Linked DNA regions of Mus musculus: region 2 is linked to region 1. The links are chromatin contacts, called in public Hi-C maps. All regions are on one chromosome and are shown on one strand. The core of a region is the stretch at or near the end of the contact, and the rest is flanking DNA. Distances in the headings are between cores, read along the strand shown.

Region 1 (6,482 bases), core at 2,656-5,155:
AGAAGAGAGTTTAGGCAAACTCTGAGAGGCTAGGATTTCTCTATGCTCTAATATGCCATCCTTGGCTTTCCTCAAGCTGTCCTGTAATTTGTGGTCACAGGGAGATACTGCCCTTCCAGACCTCAGTTCTGCAGTGTAGGCAGAAAGGAGGAGAGGAAGCAATAAAGACAACAGTTCAACTCATTGTCCAAAAGCACAACAACACATGGTCACCTCTAGCTGCAAGAGAGTCTAGGAGTAAATAGTTCAGATGAGCACAATGGCTTTAAAATATGGGTAATATTAGTAAATATATAGAAGACAAATAACGTAATATGGAAAGAAAACTGTAGCCTGTAAGCTAAAGCTGGCTTACTGCTTGTTTTTATAAATAAAGTTTTATTTAAATGCAGTTATGCCCATTTGTTTACAATACTAAAATAGCAATGTTAAGTCTAGTATCCAGAGTTTAAAATGTTTGCTCTTTGATCCTTTACAGAAAAACTTGCAAATCCTCCTGGAGTAGATAAGTTGTAGTATCTGACAAAGTACCAGCAAAAAGTAAACTTCTTCCCAGCCCCAGAAACCTCTTTTAAAGAACTCCCATATCTTATGCCCAACTTTAAAGCTTCTTTATGCAAGATGATGCAGACTGAGCCCAGACTTGCAGCAGTTTGAGTTGGGAGCTGAATCAAGCAGTGGGGACCACACTGAGCAGGAGCTGTGAAGACAGTTCATCCCGAGGACACATGTGGACGAATGCATGACATCAGTCGGCCCATTGGTATGTGTCCTTCCCCCAAAGCTGGGATTAATGACAGACACTGTGCCCAGTTTTTTAATGCACAAGCTGGGAGTTCACACTAGCACCCTCATGCTTGCAGAGAAAGCACCCTTACCCACTGAGCCACCTTTCTAACCCCATTGCTTTGGTTTTGAGACAGGTTCTCACTATGTAGACCAGGCTGGCTTAAAACTAACTATCCTCCTACCTAAAACTCCCCACACTGGCATGATAGCCATGGCCCCCCCTGCCTCTATCTTCACACTGGAATTTCCAGGTTGAGCTCACTGACTTGGCACTCACCACGAATGAAACAACCACAGTGTCAACTGGGCCGAATGCTGCACAGTCAAACGGCAATCTCGAGGAATAATCTCAAAACAGACCAGTTTCTCTTAAAGACCAACGCCAGCTTGCACACACACACACACACACACACACACACACACACACACACACCTGGTCTGTTTAACCAACGTCTTCCTATTGTTCAATCCCCTGTTGTGGTTCTGATGCTTGGATGTGAGCTCCTGAGAGAGGACAGTGAGAGGACACTGATGAGCAGGGACAGAGGCCCCTTAGTCTCCTGGTTTGGTCTCCCCCTGGCTGACACCCAGGAATTTCAACACAATTGTCTAAGCCAACTGTAAGAACTCCTTTCTGGAAAATGCTCCAAATGAGATTGGTAAGATGGCTGATAAATTATGTCTGGAGTCTAACTTCCGTGCAACCTGAGCGTAGGAAGTCCTTTGAGCAATGTTGTCTGTGAGGGCTCCCTCTTCCAGCGGCAGGCCCCCCAGAGTAACTTAAAAGCCTCTCCGGAAGGACAGAATGCTGTGGATAAGACAGTTGATGCATTTATAAAAAGATAGAGAGATATAAGACTATGTTCTATGGGGTGTGGTTAAGTATGGGGAACAGAGGTGCCTTGCCAGGCCCGTGTCAAGGCATCCCTTCCCCCTGAGGGACCAGCCACACAATAGTACAGTATAGAATAGAGTTTATTCAGGACATGGGGAAGGGAGTTAAGAGGGTAGTAGAGGCAGAGAGAGGGAGAGAGTAGAGAAGTACAGGCCGGCCATTATGGCGTGGAGAGAGGGAGAAGGAAATAGGGAATGAGAGGGAGCAAGAGAGCAAGAGGCAAGAGAGGGAGGAGGGGGCAAGCAGCCCCTTTTATAGTGTGCCAGGCCTACCTGGCTATTGCCAGGTAACTGTGGGGTGGAGCTTAGACGGAATACTAACAACAGTGATCTCAAAAACACTCTAATACCTTTGCTTAGCTACCTCACATGCAGCCCCTGGTCAGGCACACAGGAGGTGCTCTCCCCCCATGTTCTCTGAAAGAGACAATCACTGTCTCCCCTAGAAGTGGAGCTGTCCATTAAAACCAGCAAATCTATAGCTAAATGTGTTTCAATTTTATATTTTGACAAATCAGTACTGATTCCCCACCCCTCTTCCCTTGCTGTCCTGGGAATTGAACCCAGGACCTTGTGCATCCCAGGCAAGCACTCTAACACTGAGCTATATAACACTGAGCTTGATCTCCAACCCTTTATTCATGTCTAGGTATGTGTGCCCAAGCCCCCCTTTTTGAAACAAGTCTCACTAAATTGCCCAGGCTGGCCTTGAATTTTATCCTGTAACTCAGACAGGCCTTGAACATTTTTTGTTTTGGTTTGGTTTTGGTGTTTCGAGACAGGGTTTCTCTGTGTAGCTCTGGCTGTCCTGGAACTCACTCTGTAGACCAGGCTGGCCTCAAACTCAGAAATCCGCCTGCCTGCCTCTGCCTCCCAAGTGCTGGGATTAAAGGCGTGTGCCACCACTGCGCGGCTGAGCTTTTGATCTTCCTATCTCAATTGGGATTACAAGCCCTTTACCATCAGGCCCTACTAATAAAATAGTAATTGAAATACTTTAAGCGAGACATCTTTATAACCAACCACATAAGCAATAAGTCTGGAACCCACTGTGTTAGCCATTTCCATAATAAAACCAGCTCAACCTAGGGCAAACTTGCCTGTCCAACAATGGTGCTAGGGAGAAACCAGAGAAAAGTCAGCCCTTCCAGATGCCCAGGTGTAAAAGACCTGGAGCTAATGGCCCACTCAAGCCTGGTTCCCGGGACTGAGAAGGGTACTCTCGTAGGGGAGTGGCGGCATCCGCAGTTCTCCCAACCACGCCCTTCTGGAAGCACCAGCTTGGACCCATAGGGCCAAAGATGCATCTTGTCAAGGGATGCGCCAAACGACAGTAACAGAATGGAGGAGTCCCAGGCTAGCTGGGGTGGAGGGTGGGAGATGGCGTTGACCTTAGATAAAGGAAAGAGGCTTTCTTGATGGGCTCCCGTGGGTAATCGCCCCACCTTGCCCAAAGCCCGACGTGGCAGGAAGTCGTACTGGGGGCGCGGCTTGGGCAGCGTTGCAAGTTCAGCCGAGGGTGGTGCTGCAGGTGCACCCGAGGGCACCGCCGAGGGTGAGCACCAGGTCCCTGCATCAGCCAGGACACCAGAGCCCAGTCGGGTGGACGGACGGTACGTTCTGGAAGGGAAAGGGCCCCGGGAAGGGGATACAGCATTGAGAAGCTCAGAGGCTTTGGTCTGGGCATCCAGAATGGACTTTATCTGGAGGAGGTGACATGGCTTCTCGCCTCTGGAAGTGCTGCTTGGATCTCCGGGACTTCATGTCCTGACTAGGTCTGGAAGCGGTGAAAATAGGGGTAGGAAAAAAGGAGAGGACTGCAACAAGGTCTTCCCGAGTGGCCTGAGCTCGAGGGACGAGGGAGGTGCAACGGTGGGGAGCCGGGCGCAAGGGCTGGGCGGAGGGAGGGGGGGGGTCTCCCTAAGCAGAAAGGTGGTATTCCATTTTCTGGGTAGATGGTGAAGATGCACCTGACCGAGTCTGGTCGATCTGAAGATATCAGGGGAAAAGATAGTGCGGGTGGAGGGGAGAATGACAGAACCTTCCAGAAAATGGGAGAGGCTATAGCACTTGCAAACCCTTCCCTGATCTCCGGGGACTCCCGGAAGAAGAGGGCAGGTCTGTGGGCATAGGTGCAGACTTGCCGGGGAGCTCTTGACGGCCGCGGGAAGTGGCAACGGCCTGCGAGCTGGCCCTTTAAGGCGGCTCGTAGGCGTGTCAGGAAATGCGCGCAGGGCCCGCCCTGCTCGGTAAGTGGCCCGGGACCCGCGTCGCTGAGCCGGAACTTGAATTCGGCTCGTGGCAACCGCAGGGCCTTGCTCCGGTCAGGCCCCTGTCCGTGTCCCTCGAGACGCCTTCCTGAGCCTCGGTGATCTCCCTGCAGCACGCCCTCCTTTCGGCTCTGCGGGTGCTTCCGGGGGTTCCCGCAGCCCATGCTTCCCACGCGGTCCGCGTCCAGTTATTTCCTCCTCCGCTCCGTCCTTCCTTCGCTCTCTCGCTTCCTTTCTCCCTGCGACTCACGTGTCCCCTGTCCTCAAACTGGCCATGGCTGTCAAAGCCCACATCCTTAGTTAGGCCCCTTCTCCCTTCCCTGGGTCTTGTTTCGTGACACCACCTCCCTCCCCCGCCCCGGGAGCGAGCAAGATGAGGAGCGGTGCACCTCGGCAAATCCGGAAGCAGAACTTCATCCAAGAAGGAGGGGACCGATAGGTCATCCCATGTGACAGTTGAAGGCTGCAGCCACAGACCCTAGCTGCTTGAAGCCCTGTAGTCCAGGGACTGCTTCTGGCCGTAAGGTGACCCAGCTCTTCTGCCACCATGAACAGGGCGCCTCTGAAGCGGTCCAGGATCCTGCGCATGGCGCTGACTGGAGTCTCTGCTGTCTCCGAGGAGTCAGAGAGCGGGAACAAGCCATTTCTGCTCCGGGCTCTGCAGATCGCGCTGGTGGTCTCTCTCTACTGGGTCACCTCCATTTCCATGGTATTCCTCAACAAGTACCTGCTGGACAGCCCCTCCCTGCAGCTGGATACCCCCATTTTTGTCACCTTCTACCAATGCCTGGTGACCTCACTGCTGTGCAAGGGCCTCAGCACTCTGGCCACCTGCTGCCCCGGCATGGTAGACTTCCCCACCCTAAACCTGGACCTCAAGGTGGCCCGAAGTGTGCTGCCGCTGTCAGTGGTCTTTATCGGCATGATAACCTTCAATAACCTCTGCCTCAAGTACGTAGGGGTGCCCTTCTACAACGTGGGACGCTCGCTCACCACCGTGTTCAACGTTCTTCTCTCCTACCTGCTGCTCAAACAGACCACTTCCTTCTATGCCCTGCTCACCTGCGGCGTCATCATTGGTGAGTGGGACTGGGGGCGTGGGGAGCAGGAATCGTAAAGATCAATACCACATTACTCATTATCTGTCCCAGGTCTTTTGCACCACCAGTCATAGGGAGAGACCTGTAGAGAACAAATAACTTCCTTACTGTGACTCAGTAAGTTAGGGATCCAGCCAAGGTGAACATAATAATGTTAGGCAGACACTACAGCAAAGCCAGCCAGACACTCAGATCTAGCTAAGCATTTGAGCCATGTTAATGTAACGGATCCCCATTACAAGGTATAATATAGCTGCGTTTTATGGAGAGAAACCCAAGGCACAGAGAAGCTAAGTAGCTGGGATCACACAGGTAATCACTGACGTAGCAGAAATTTGCACATAAGCAGTTACCTCCATAGGTTACACTCTTGACCAACACACCACTGTTCTCAAGAGGTCAAGGGTGAACTCAGGTCATCACAATTGGCACAAGTACCTCTACCCACTGAGCCATTTCAGTGGTCCAGTCAATATGTGTGTGCTTTAAGAGGCTTTAACTACCTTCTCAGATGTGACCATAAGTAATTAATTACCGATAGGAGCGTTGTGCTGATCATTACACTTGTAGCATCCTCTTTATTGTACCCATAAGCTCTCTGAGTGGCGGCATCTCTGTGAAACTGCAGCTCGGAGAGGCTGCGCTCCTTGCCACAGCCCCACAACTAAGAAGCAGATAGTCTGGGACGCAGTCCCCAGTTGGTCATACTCCCTGGCCTGTGTTTCAAGCCAGTCTGCTTTGCTCCTGACCCTTGGGAGTTAGCGCAATGAAAACCAACACTATCACTACAGTCTAAATGTGCTTTTAAATGAAAGCCCAGGAACTTTGAAGCATCCGGCCCCTTAACGGCAGCCACTATGTCCTGATTCCGCCAACATCTTTTCAGTGCCCGGCAGTCACATGGAGCAAGGGCCTCTTGGCTTGGACAGCATGTGTTAGGGAACATGTTTGCCACTTTGAATGAATTTAGTGGCTGCTGGGTTACAGAGACCAGGGCATCTTTCCCCTCAGAGTCCTGAATGAACGAAAAGCAACCTTCATTTGTACCTGCTCTGGATTTTAGTTCGTCTTGTTTGGCCTATTTAGATGTCCCTGGTGTCTCTGAGGCCCAGGCTGGGTGCTCTAGATGTAGGGACCAGGCCAACCTGTACTGTCTTCCCTAGAAACATTGCCCTGGTTGGGCAGCTCCTGGATCCAGGGTTAAGGGGTCTGGGCGGAGAGAGGTCAGATAGTGGCAGGATGCCTCCCACTGCCCCCACATACATACCCTAAGAGATCTGGTACTCCTCCTTCCAGCCTACAAGCTACCGTGGGGTCCCACTTCAGTCCACCAGCCCTGCCAACGTTAGAGGGGATGGGCCTCCTAGTAGGAGAACTTACATGCAGGAAGGTACAGTCTCTGGAGAACCTGAGCCCGGGTCCCCAAAGG
Region 2 (6,482 bases), core at 2,416-4,915, 70 kb before region 1:
AGCTTTAAAAATATTCTTTCCTTTTCTGTACATTTAGTATCTTGATTATTGTATGTCTGTCATGAGGAATTTCTTTTCTGATCTTGTTTGGTGTTCTGTGAGTTTCTTGAACCATGATAGGCTCCTCCTTCTCTAGGTTGAGGAATTTTCTTCTATGATTTTGTTGAAAATGTTTTCTATGCCTTTGATCTGAGTTTCTTCTCCTTTATTTCTATTATTCGTAGACTTTGTCTTCTTATATTGGCCCAGATTTCCTGGATGTTTTGTGCCTACAATTTTTTTTAACATTCCCTCTACCATTTCTTCTATCTTGTCTTCAACACCTGGGAGTGTCTCTTCCATGTCTTCCATGTCTTCCATGTCTTCCATGTCTTCCATGTCTTCCATGTCTTCCATGTCTTGTTGGTGAGGGTCACTGCTGATGGTTTCGTTTTACTTCCTAAATATTTTTTTATTTCAGTCTTAGTTTTTCTTAGTGATTCTATTTCTTAGTCTAATCAAATTTTCATGTCATTGTTTTCATTATTTCACCATTTCATCTAACTGTCTTGTTTTCACAGACTTAAGGGGTTCATTCTTATTTTTTCTTAGGTCCTTGAACATATACATAATAGCTATTTTGAAGCCCTTGTCTTGTGCTTCAGTTATATTGCATTTCTCAGGGCCTACTGTAGTATTGTTGCTGGGTGCTGGTGGAGGGATACTGTCCTGTTCACATTTGCGTCATTGCACCGGTGTCTAGGCATCTGGACTAGGGATAATTGAGGTGATTCTAGGTGCTGACACCTGGTCTTGTCTTTGTTGAGTGGGTATCCTATTCTTTGTTTACCACTGGCGCCTCGTTGGGTCTTAGGAGATTGTGATGGCTGTGGGTTGCCTGACAGGAAACACTTATGCAGCTTGGAGGATGGCAGAGAGGAATTGAGGTGGCCTAGGAGAGAACTTCCCGAAGAGCTAAGGGGATCCTGTCCACATCTGGAGCGAAGGTACACTGTGAGTTGGAGCTGTGGTGAGAAGAGAGGATCCTACCAATAGGTTACAGTAAAGCAAAGAGTTATCTGGAGAGACAGGCATGTTGGCGCTGGCTCATCCCTGAGTCTGAAGCAAGAGTGGGAGGAGTCTCCAGTGAATGAAGTGAATGAAGTTAAAGTGGGAAGAGGGTCATTCATAAGCAACCTGTCCCTAGGCTGAGGGTGAGAATGAAGAGCTTGTTCTGGTGGACAGGAAGGAGTGTGTGAGTCTCCTACTTGAGTCACTGCCAGATGCCAGGTTCCCAGGTAGAAAGTGTCTCCAGGTCCTGGGGGCTGACATGAAGGACTGGGGATGGGTGAGGGGATGCTGAGGGATGCTGAGAAGCTTCACTGGAAGGAGAAAAGCGGGTTCTACTCCAAGGTTTGGCAGAATCCTCTGTGAGTGGAGGTAGGATGGGAAGACTGGCCCCTGCAAAAGGATGCTGCAGGGCTGGAGATGAGACTAAAGTGGTTGTAATGGGGACAAGAATGAGAGAATCATCTTAGTCCCAGCTCAGTGTGGCCACTAGGGGTCCAAAGTAGTGTTTCTAGGTATAGGCAGCCACTCCAGCTAGTACACACAACCTATACACACACATGTACACATACACACACACATACATACACACACATACATACACATATACACATACACTCATAACACACACTCACACACACACACTCTCATACATACACACACATGTATGTACACATACACACACATACACACACACATACATACACACACATACATACACATATACACTCATACACACACACACATACAGAAAAACATATATACACATATACACACACATACACATACAGACACAGACACAGACACAGTCACACACACTATATTATGGGCCAGTCAACTGGCTCAGTGTGTAAAGGCCACTACACCTCATATTCTGAGTTTGTTTGATGTCGTGCACACATCAGGTGGAAGCAGAGAATGAGCTCCTGCAGGTTGTCCTGCCCTCCTCTCAGGCACCATGACAGGAGCACACACATTAAACAAAAATAGAATATAAAAATGTATGGCTTTCTTTTTAATTTTATGTATATATGCATACATACATATATAGAGAAAATTCATGTGTCTAAAATGCTACCTTGCTTTAAAATGTACCATCAAATCTCCTCCCCACTCCTCCACTGCTCTACCGAATCTTTTCTTGCACTACAATGAGCATGGCCCTGAGAGGTTTGTATGCCTCCGTTGCTGGTTACTATGGCTACCACAGTGCAATGCCTAAAGAAAGCAGCTTCATAGGAAAAGGCTTGTTTGGCTCACAGCTTTGGAGGCTCAAAGATCACACTTGAGTGGGCAGCACTCTGGGGCCACCCTCTGGAGACGGTGTGGTGGCAGGGGTCACAGCGGCAGCAACTCTCCTGAGAAAGTAATGGAAAGCAGAGAGCAGGGTGGGGCCTGGCTTGCTCTTTCTGTAGCAGCCCTCTGCTGAGAACCAGCCTGGGGTCCTCACCAAGCCCCTCCATCCCTGTAATCTCACTAAAAGGACTCTATGCCTGCCTGATGATTGTAACCTAGAAACCAGTTGTCTTGTGCACTGTTGCCTAAAACTCCACCCGGTGATAATTAAATGAATCAGGCACCCCCTGACACATTTTCACAATGCTTTGTCTGCCAAAAAAAGTTTGTGTATTTTGCATAGGAGGTGAAGGTTGAGATCAGATGAATAGAGGGAGTCGGAATGAAAACTAATTCCAAACCATTTTCACTTAGAAACCCTCCTGGTGCAGACAGCAAAAGGCCTGTTTCAAGTGAGGGATGGCTAGTTCAAGGACAGGAGGGTGACATCACAAGGACCAATCTGTAAGCCAGAAGACTCAGAAGACTAAAAAGGCAAAATTAGGTGTGGAGTGGAAAGGGAGGGGGAAGCCCAGGAGTGTTTGCAATTCTGGATCTTAAGGCCATTTAAATTTTAAAGTTACTGGGGGCGGGAGACAGCGTGTATGCCATAACTGCATGGGCAGAAGTCAGAATAAACCTGGAAGGAGTTTATTCGTTCCTCCTACCATGTGGGTTCCGGACATCCAACTCAGGATGTGAAACTTGCGGGATGAGCAAGCAACTCGCTGAGTCATATCTCTGGTCCTTAGGGCCATTTTCTAACTCAACGAGCAACACATACTTTTTTATTCATTCTACAAATAGAAGTTAAACACCCCCTTCGGGGTATAGGTAATTCAGGACAAGCCTGGCTTGGCAGTCTTCTCGCTGGTTGGTGCCTAGTGTGTGTTCTAGGTGGGTCAGGGCTCATCCAGGCTGACAGTCTCTCACCGTCCTTGTCCTCTCCCTTGTCTAGGTAGCAGGGGTTACCTGCTCAGAGCAGAGACAGATGGGAAATTTCTGTCATCATTAAGGTTTTATTGACCAGCGCGGCTGAAATTTCCCAGAGAGAGGAATTCATCTCGCTACCGACTGAGAGCAGACATCCTGCTGGGAGTAGTTACATAAATTCTGTTGCTCAAATTAATTAGGATTGTGATTCATTTGTTTAATGAAGAATCTGATGGCGAGAGGCAAGGCAGCCTAGCCTTGCCGAGTTCAGCCAATCCCGGGTGATAGTGCGGCAGATGGGGTGGGACCAGGCCTGGAGCTGGCTGCCGATGGGCAGAGACAACCAACCAGAATGCAGAGCTGAAGCCAGTGGGAGCCGCTGCTGTCCCCTCCAAAGCTGGTGGCTGGAGAGACGCAGATTCCCAGCTTAAAGCTTTCCCAGCTTCGCCGCCGCCCAGAGGCTTCCGGCCTCCTGCTTCCTCTGTGCGGAACAACTGCGAACAGCTGAAACACACGCCTCATTAGCACCGACCGTCCACCCATTTCCTCATGCCACCCCCAAACGCCAGACTTTATGCTTCTTGGAACACAAAGTAGGGACAGGTAGAGCACCGGCCTGTCCCACCTGCTTCGAAAAGACCCCTCCCCTCTACCCAGACTTCCCTGCCTGCGAGTGGAAGGGCAGCCCCATTCCACAGTCGCCTCTGGAAGCACCTTCCCCAGGTTCTGTGATCCTGGCTCTCAGCCGCAGTTGTAGAGGTAAGAGGCAGGTAGGCGGCCGGAGAAAGGTAGCCCCGGGTGAGGCTGGAGAGAAGCAGGAACTGCACAACTCCAGGAGACGGTGACTGATTGATCGACTATGTAGGTAACACTCTTTGGGATAAGATTTAAAAGATGCTCCCTAGCATCCCTAGAGAAAAAGGTCAAGTCAGATGTTTTGAGTGAGTCTGAGGGATTTGTTGAAGTGGATGCTGGAGAAGAAGAGAAGTCAGGTAAGCTTGGGACTTTTATTTATTGATGCCACGTCTGCAGGAGTCCTTCCTGGGAGCCATGTTTTCTTTCTAGATGCCCCCACTTCTTATTTGGACTGGACCTGGAAAGCCACAGGTCAGACCCAGCAGGACTTTTAATGAATCAGAACGAACTATTACACGGGCATGTGTCCTGATATCTTCCCCCACACTACCTAGATGCCTCTCCTGGATCAGTTACAGCTCACTTAAAAAGAAGCAGAGTCCACAAATGGAATGAACTGTGACGCAAATGTTTGCCTGCTAGACCTTGGATTCCCTGTCCTCAAAAGGTGCCTGCGGTCATCTGACTCCATTCAGTGGCCAAGGGAAATCTTAAGCATGAATGTATCTTGTCACTGTTCTTTAACTCTCTGAAAGATTTCCCAACACAGAAGTTAAAACAGTAAAGCCATCCAGCCTAAGGTGAGGTGATCTGACACATCTTCCTCTAGTTAATACGGCCCCTTCTACAGCCCTCTTGCTGGTTGCCCTCTGCCTGACCCACTGTTTCTCCCTGAGGCACCCCATAACTCCACAAAGTGTTCCCACCCCTTGGGAGGCCCTGGCTGCTCTCCTTCCCTGGGTTGTGTTTGGGGTGTGGCTATATTACAGAGGCCCGAGTGTTGGTGACAGTGTTGAACTGGTGGGACTTTAAAGAAATGAGCCTTACTGGAAGGTCATCTGGTTCCCTGGGGATGAGGTAGTTCTCAGGTAACCCTGAGGTGGTTCTGGTGAGAGGGTTGTTAGAAAAGAGCCTGGCTGCTGTCATTCCACCGGTCCTCTGATACCCTCATACATATTCTTACCAATGAGATGCCATCTATGAAGCCTTCACCAGAGTCAGCCTGATGCTGGCACCGGGCCCTTGAACCTCAGAACTGTGAGCTGCTCAAAAAGTTATCAAACACCAAGCATTTTGTTATAGTGGAATACATATCGATGGCTAGAGATGCAGAGATGAAAGACAGACTCCAACATTAAGGTTGGCTAAATAGCACTAAGCAGGCCTTCTGAGCAGGAGTGGCAGGATCAGATCTGAGATTATGAATTTTCATGGCGAATGGAGGCTAGAGATGGTTAGGAAACTGTTAGAATAGTCCTACAGTAAATGGTATTTTAGAAATAACAAAATACCTCAGAATTATAAAATAAGGGCTCTGCTTCTAAAATGTCACCTTGTGTCCTTCAGAAGGGACAAGCATTATCCTCACATGACTAAACATCTTTCTGCAGTGTGTGTATATGTATGCCTTGATACAAAACTAATGTTACCATCCTGACATCTAGAATGACCTGGGAAACAGGCCTCTGGACAAAGCCTTGTGACAGAAGTATCTTAGTTGAGTTCATTAAGATGGGAAGACCTGCCTACTGTGGGTGGCAACATTCCCTGGGTCCTAGGCTGTATAAAAAGGATGTGAGCTGAGTAGAATCATCCCGTTTCTTGACTGTTGGTGGAGTGTGTATGTGATTTCACCAGGAGAGACCTCTGTGAGCCAAAATGAACCTTTTAAATTGCTCTTAATCAGGAAGCCTGAGCAACAGGGAAGCAACCCTCTGTCTAGGATAGCCAGGTCTCAGAGCCTGAAAAGTGGCCAGTTCTTTGCAACTGCACACTCCACACCCTGAATGTGTAAAATGTCAGCACTGGAAGACACCTTCAGTTGCCCATTCACCAAGGTCTTGGCAGGAAACAGGACTCTGTTCTAATAGATCAACTGAAGATGCTCTAGTGAACTGTTTACAGAGAGCTGTGCAGGACTGAGGATGCCAAGGAGGGTACTAGGAAAGCTAGAGACTACTGAAACCGCCAAGGCCTACGGGAGTGTTGCTGGATCTAGAGAAGAAGGCTGGGGATGAGTGGGAAAGTGGTGGGCAGGCACCTGAGCCAAAACCAGAGGAGCAAAGAGCATCCCAGCCTCCTCCTCCTCCTCCTCCCCTCCTGCCCCCTACCAGTGCCTCTCATTGGCCAAACCACGCTGGAGCCAAGCAGTAGGGAGCCTCTTGATTATTCTACAAGGTCAGCTTTCTGATGCCCAGGGCAGGGAAGAGGAGGGGAGATCTCATCCTGCAAAAGGCAGAAAGCAAGCTCAGAGCAGAGGCAACTCGCTTTTGTGGGGCAAGTCAGGAGAAGGCCCATGTTCCCTCTTCCTT

The links. Hi-C and Micro-C count contacts between places; a contact is called where the count stands out from the background.
Region 2: a Hi-C map of forebrain shows a contact between it and region 1, with 3 times the contacts expected there. The contact joins the enhancer-like site here to the promoter of Slc35c1 in region 1. A contact is called at or near these places in 1 of 484 Hi-C or Micro-C datasets (forebrain), 2 of 115 datasets of contacts at active chromatin or transcription factors (embryonic stem cells and extraembryonic endoderm stem cells) and 3 of 9 other capture datasets (adipose tissue, liver and pancreatic islet).

The regions. Positions count from the first base shown.
Region 1 is chr2:92,457,217-92,463,698 of GRCm38.p6, reverse strand. It overlaps Slc35c1 (solute carrier family 35, member C1), which reads left to right and starts at 3,905. Exons shown (of 2, transcript NM_211358.2): 1 at 3,905-5,032. The coding sequence starts at 4,501.
Region 2 is chr2:92,526,719-92,533,200 of GRCm38.p6, reverse strand. Gm13817 (a long non-coding RNA gene) reads left to right here. Exons shown (of 4, transcript XR_374783.4): 2 at 885-986; 3 at 2,758-2,887; 4 at 3,341-6,482. Among named protein-coding and RNA genes, the nearest start is that of Gm13817, 11 kb to the left of the region's middle. Within about 2 kb of position 3,665, at least 201 of the 459 cell types and tissues checked have an H3K27ac peak or open chromatin away from gene starts, as enhancers often do. A contact at or near this core is called in adipose tissue, forebrain and pancreatic islet, where this site is marked.